2 separate regions of the Mus musculus genome follow, and region 2 is linked to region 1. A link is a contact called in public Hi-C data. All regions are on one chromosome and are shown on one strand. The core of a region is the stretch at or near the end of the contact, and the rest is flanking DNA. Distances in the headings are between cores, read along the strand shown.

Region 1 (2,992 bases), core at 401-2,900:
CAATCCACGGAGAGGAAGTAATGGGTAGCTATCAGTGAGTGACTTGGTGGCTGCCCTGGGACTCTTCCTCTTTTTATGGAGTCATGTCCCAGTTGTGGCCACCAGAGTGAATGAGTGAAGACGTATACCAGTTTTACACTAAATGTGCCTGGAGGGTTTATGGTCCATGGGAAGCCAGCTGGTGGCACAGAAGCAAGCAGGCAACGAAATGTTTCAGAGTTACCCAAAAGTAATAAGCCTTTCCCCACAAAGTTTCTAGTAGGTTATTTTTTTTTCACTGTAATATCTTCTTCACTCTCTGCCCGAATTAGCATCTACTTCCTATGGAAGATTAACAGCCATGTCCTGTAAGTGGGACTGTCACCAAGAAGGGTGGAAAGAGAATCCTCTCTTCCTTTTCTCCGAGGGACCCATTTACAAGCTGCTCTCCATGTGGCTGCTTGGCACCTTGGGTCCCAATGAGTCAGGAGAGATGCGTGGATTCTTCTGACATCCTGGAGCCAAGCATACAGTAAGCATACTCCTTCCCCAACTGGGACCTTCAGAACCACAGTCTTAAATACCAGACAGGAGAGGAGTATGGCTTCCAGACTCCTTAAACAAGTGGTCAGAAAGGTCCCCCATGATGAGGGAGCACGGACCTACCTTCAGCTGCCTCTACTCTTTAAAACAAAATATAACATGCTAGAGACTAAGAAGAGGCAGATGGGCTGCACGGGTCTCAGGCTGTATGCTGGAATAGACTGGAATAGAGCCACTAAGTCCAGTTTTGCTTAAGTGGATTGCTTTAGTTGAAGGCAGAGGAGGGGCGGCTGCCTTTGATGCTCTCAAGTTCCACGGTGTTCATTTCCTACAAGAGTACCTTAGGCAGGACAAGAAAGAGTAGCCTTGAGGGGTCCAGGACAGAGTAGAGACATTCTAGTGTCACAAGTTTTTGTTTTGCTTAATCATTATCAGGAAATAAAACTACACTGATGAATCCAACGCTCTTTCGCACTGTGTGACAATACTATTTTGTCACAGAAAATTAAATTGCCTCCTCTTCTCTCTCTCCTTCCTTCCCTTCTTCCCTTCTCCTCCCTCCCCTTCCCTCCCCTTTCCCTTCCTTTCCTCCTCTTTCCCCTTTTTTTCTTCTCATAGTGGGTTGGGTGTTGAACTCAGAACCTGGCACATGCTATCATTTAGTTGTGTTCTCTAGCAAATAAAATTTTCTCTCAGCTCACATTTCTGGAACTCTTGGGGGAGAGTTTGTAAACACAGCAAACCCCCAATTTAGCTGATCTCCTACAGTCTTCAGTAGCACTTGGACCCCGTCCTTTTGTTTTTCTTGACTGAAGTAGCTGGCACCGTTGAGTTGGCTAGCCATGCCTACGGTTCCCTGTGGAATGACAGTTTCCTGGGTCACTCCTTCCAGGCAGCCACACCCACGCATGCTCACTGAATGCAATTGTGCAAGCCCTGAACTTCTGACCTACATAGCTATTAGCTATGGGGGGGAGGGGGTGTCTTTTCAAGGCATACAGTGCAACAACAGAAAATGGGCACATTCGCGAGTCTTCCTCCTTTATTTCTCTGAAGCAACCAGAGAAAACCCATCGCTCAACTGTGGCTCTAGTGAACTGTGTCCCAGAAAGGAGCACCCATACTGCCCTCTGCTGTTTGCTTTTGATAAGACAGGTACTTGTGAGTGAACCACCTTTTCTGAGATGTGGGCAAGTAGAAGTTGTGGAAATATTGATGCCAACCTGGTATAGGAGTCTCTTTTCTTTGGAAGTAAACAAACATTCAACACAACAGTCCTACGTCCAAAACTCTTAGTGACAGGGAGAAATGAGCACACACAGCAAGGCATATGAGTGACAGGAAAAGGAACAGGGACCACCAGGGAAGATCGCTGATTGGAGACCAGCACCTTCCACTGCCCAGTTTATTTTTCACCCAGGCTTGCTGGGAGCTCAGAAGTATTGTACAGAAACCAGCTCTCTGTTAGCTCTAGGGCCCATGACTGAAGCCTGGAAGCCTGGAAGCTTGGAGAAGGTCCTGGTGAAGAGAAAGCTTGTTTCAGTTTCCATAGAAAATTATCTTCAATACCCCCCCAGTCCCCCCGTCCCCCCCCCTGCCGCGGTGAGCATAGACCCACATGTACCCCACACAAGGCTTAAAGGTTTCTGTGAGCCAGGCAAGCTCAACCGCGTCTTTACAGCCTTGTCTTTCATCTTTACAACTCTGCCTTCCGTCTTTACAGCCCTGCCTTCTGACTTCATAGGCCCAGCACCTCAGAGACTAGCAGGGCCTGAAGAGCTATATTTTGGGGGAATTATTGAGATTATGTTTATTGATCCAGTTTCATGCTGGACCAGGACAACATATGTTCACTTGACAGTTTTTTAATATTCATTCAGAAGTCAAGCAGGAGGGACCAGGCACTTTTGAATGTCCTCCTCATGACAACCTTGTGAGGTAGACCCCAATATTACCTATCACATGACAGAGACTAAGAAACAGGAAATAGTTTGTCTGATTGTAGAATTGGAATTTGAGTCAAACTTACAATTTATAAATGGCTTCCTTTCTTCCTTCCTTCCTTCCTTCCTTCCTTCCTTCCTTCCTTCCTTCCTTCCTTCCTTCCTTCTTCCCTCCCTCCCTCCCTCCCTCCCTCCTTCCCTCGCTCCCTTCCTTTGTTCTTCTTCTCTCTGTCTATGTCTCTCTCTCTGCTGTGCTGGAGATCAGCTCAGGGCTTAGTTTGCTCTATACCAGAGTTCATTGAACAACCCCCTGACCCTTCTTTTATTGAGACAAAACCTCACTGTGTATCCTACAGGATAGGTGTCAGGCTGGAAACCCCAGAGTGTTGGTATGACATGGAGTTCAAAGCTGAAGGTCGACTGCTGGCTTTAAAAGACGAGGGTTTGTTTCCCTTGACCTTCACATTATGGAGGGCAATCTGTTTTACTCAAAGTTCACTGATTTCATTGTTCATCTCACCCAAAAA
Region 2 (3,217 bases), core at 318-2,817, 80 kb before region 1:
AAATCCCAACAGGATCACATGCAGTGACTCACTTTACCATCCCATTTGTTATGTAAAAATAAAGTTCTGCATAGTCAAGTCAGGCTGACTTCAGATTTTCTTTCCCTCGCTGCTTTTAAGTCCCTTGACTATTTGAAATTGTCTCTACCTGCTATCTATTTCTTAGGATTTACTGTGATTCACATTTTAAGTTATCCAAAGCTTTTAACTAAATCTAATAACTAATAAATGGTTTGTTGATTCACAATGACTCCTTTAATAAACAACTTCTTACTTAACTACACATGCAGACTACTGTGTTCCACAGAACTTATTAATAAATGTAGTTGATTTTGTTTCCTAACTCACCGCTTACAGTCATTCTTCTTGTTTTTGGCTTTATGGCTTACTGCACTAATTAATCTTCTAGAACAATGTTAATGGTGATAATAATCTCAGTATAAATGTCTAACGTAAACTAAGTCCTCACTGTCAAAGACATTAAGTTACCTAACAAGTGAGTCTTGTTAAAGATGTAGCAATGGGTTTTATTTAAATACGTTAAGGTTTTTTGACATTTTATTTAATGTTATGTGTATGCGTGTTTGAGAGACTGTCTGTGTACCATGTGTGTGCACTGCCTGTAGAGACCAACAGAGAGCATGAGATTCTAAGGACTGGCACTCCAGATAGTTATAAGCTGCCATTGTGAATGCTGGGAATTAAAATGTCCTCTGAAAGAGCAGCCAGTGCTCCAAACAGTTGAGCCATTTTCATCCCCAACGCAACACTATTTGTATATGTGTGATTTTTTTAAAATTGCTTTTAAAACAGATGTTGGGCTTTTTTTCCACATTTGTTTTATTTTTATTTTTGTTTTTGAGATATCAAGTCATTAATGACCCAGAATAACCTTGAAGTCTAAATAGCCCAGGCTAGCCTTGAACCTGCAGTTCTGCCTCAGCCTCCCAAGTGCTAGATTTAAAAATATACACTATTATACCTCTCTTCACACTATTAAACTAATGTTATGGTATTTCTTGCTAAATGTCCACATATCTTCACGTGCAGTATTAGGAATAAAACCCCAGGTCTGCATGTTTGCTAGACCAGTATGTTACAACTGAACCATATCTGCAATCCCTGAGTATCTATTTGAACAAGAATCGCAAAGAAGCTGATCCTAGCTGCAGGTCAGACCTAAGAAACAACGAGGGCAGCAGTACAGTCGACTCTACAGTGTTTCCGGCCTCATACCCAACTGGCATCAGTCAGCATTATGTCCTAAGGTCACACTGGCTCCCAGGAGATTTTTCCCAGCATGCTGATGTGTTCAAGCAGAGGTAAGTTTTTTTCACTATTATTAAAGAGAAAGCATTGGCAACAGAAGACAACCTTGGGTGGGAGGATGGCTGGAGATCTACAGAAATGACTTCCCGGAGCTTATGTGGTGACCAACTCAGTGGCTTCAGAACACTGACTTCTTTTCAATGTGGGCTGCAGATGCAGAAGGAGATGCCCAGGCCTTCCTCTCTGTCTGAACTAATCAGGCTGTACACTAGACCAGCCCTTTGCCTCTTATGAAATGATGTATCAGAAGCAAGACTTCCTTCTCAAAGGACACAGGATTCCATAACATGAGATGACACAGACCTTCCCCAGTGTGAGCCTAGATAAACAACAGGCATAACTCTAGACAGCTGTTTATTCATTCGTACTTTTAGCAATTACTGGACTTTCTTTAAGCTTTCTTGGTTTAGTGTCCTACCCTAACTCTCTTTTCCCATCAACCCTATTGTTTCCAGTGCCTGAGTCTGCACATATGGAGTTATTCTAGGCTTCCCTACATAGTATGGTAGCAGAAACATTTGAATCCCTCATAGAAACAATTTGAACTGATGCCATCTTCTGCTTACTATAGGGTACTCTGATATCTGATAGGTAGGTAGGTGGATAGAAAGATAGATGATAGATAGATAGATAGATAGATAGATAGATAGATAGATAGATAGACAGACAGACAGATAGATAGATAGCGTAGAGAATGAGATAGAATATAAAAAGGTCCGTAGTCATTACAAATTCAAACACATTAAAATTTCATTCTTTAAAAAAATATTTATTTTCCTATGTGTGTGTACCAGGTTCACGCAGGTACCTGTGAAAGCTAGAAGACAGCCTTAGATCCCTTGGAGCCAGAGTTAGAGGGGTTGTGAGACACCCAGTGTGGGTCCTCTGAAAGCAGTCATAGCTCCCAACCACTGAGACATCTCTCCAGCCGTGAAAAGATGAAGTTTTTATACGATGTAAAGCATCCTAGGTCCCTGGTACCCACTACCTCTGACCTCAAGCTGCCCAGCCACTCTGGCGTTCTGACTGCCCTTTCTCCCTCTCAAACGCAGCTCTGTCTCTTCCGTTTTGACTTACTATCCTTCCTTTCCTGGCTATCAACCTAGTTTGTCTCTTCATTTCAGGGAGGCTTTTCATGAACACACTCACACACACATACACACACACTATGGTCGACGCTCACCCTCTTTCATACCTCGCTTCTCTCCATACAGTGAACATCTTTGTTAGCTAAATTACGGTATCTTACCTAGTCATAGATCTTTGTAGTCTGGAAGATCACCTAGGTATTCTGTGTTATATCCCAAGAATGTAAAACAGTTTCTAGCACATGAAAATGCTCAGTGTCTACTCACTGAATGAATGAATCAGGCTCGCTGTATGAGATGATGAACGAATTGACAGCTTACGACTGTGCCTCTTGAGGCTGTCACCTTAATCACCACAAATGCAGCAAGAATCTGGAGAAGATGAAGCGGACAAGTGGGCTTTATTTTACTGCAGACCTACAGCTAAGTTGGGAAAACTTGTTCCAGAGATTTATAGAGCCGTGTCTGCAGATCAAGGACACTGAGAATGACAGGGCTTTGAGTGGCTGGACTTGTCCGACCCCCTGACGACACACAAGATTGTTCTTCCATGATGTGACAAGACATCTGAACACACCACACTGACTCTGCTGAGGGTGGGGGACCAAGGCCAGAGCAGAGCTCGGGTTCACACCGGACGGACATGTGAGCAAGCAACTGGAGACTTCCCACAGTTACCCAGCCCCCCGGCCCCGTGATTCCCAGAACTGTCACACTCTTACTGTCTGTGTTTGCCTCTGCGGCACAACCCTCGGGGACAGGCCTGAACTACCAAGCACTTATCAGTGGTAGTGCTCGGA

What was found. A called contact is a pair of places that touch in the nucleus more often than the background predicts.
Region 2: a contact with region 1 is called in a Hi-C map of bone marrow-derived macrophages, with 1.9 times the contacts expected there. The contact joins two enhancer-like sites. A contact is called at or near these places in 3 of 15 datasets of contacts at CTCF or cohesin (the G1E-ER4 cell line, the NIH/3T3 cell line and pro-B cells), 59 of 484 Hi-C or Micro-C datasets (3T3-L1-derived adipocytes, the AML12 cell line, B cells and 37 more) and 8 of 115 datasets of contacts at active chromatin or transcription factors (Th17 cells, bone marrow-derived dendritic cells, bone marrow-derived macrophages and 4 more).

Annotation. Positions count from the first base shown.
Region 1 is chr4:53,383,504-53,386,495 of GRCm38.p6, reverse strand. The region is part of intron 2 of Gm12496 (a long non-coding RNA gene); the gene reads left to right. Among named protein-coding and RNA genes, the nearest start is that of Gm12496, 19 kb to the left of the region's middle. Within about 2 kb of position 1,650, at least 72 of the 459 cell types and tissues checked have an H3K27ac peak or open chromatin away from gene starts, as enhancers often do. A contact at or near this core is called in 3T3-L1-derived adipocytes, beige adipocytes, bone marrow-derived macrophages and 1 more, where this site is marked.
Region 2 is chr4:53,462,856-53,466,072 of GRCm38.p6, reverse strand. The region is part of intron 1 of Slc44a1 (solute carrier family 44, member 1); the gene reads right to left. Among named protein-coding and RNA genes, the nearest start is that of Slc44a1, 24 kb to the right of the region's middle. Within about 2 kb of position 1,567, at least 9 of the 459 cell types and tissues checked have an H3K27ac peak or open chromatin away from gene starts, as enhancers often do. A contact at or near this core is called in 3T3-L1-derived adipocytes, beige adipocytes, bone marrow-derived macrophages and 1 more, where this site is marked.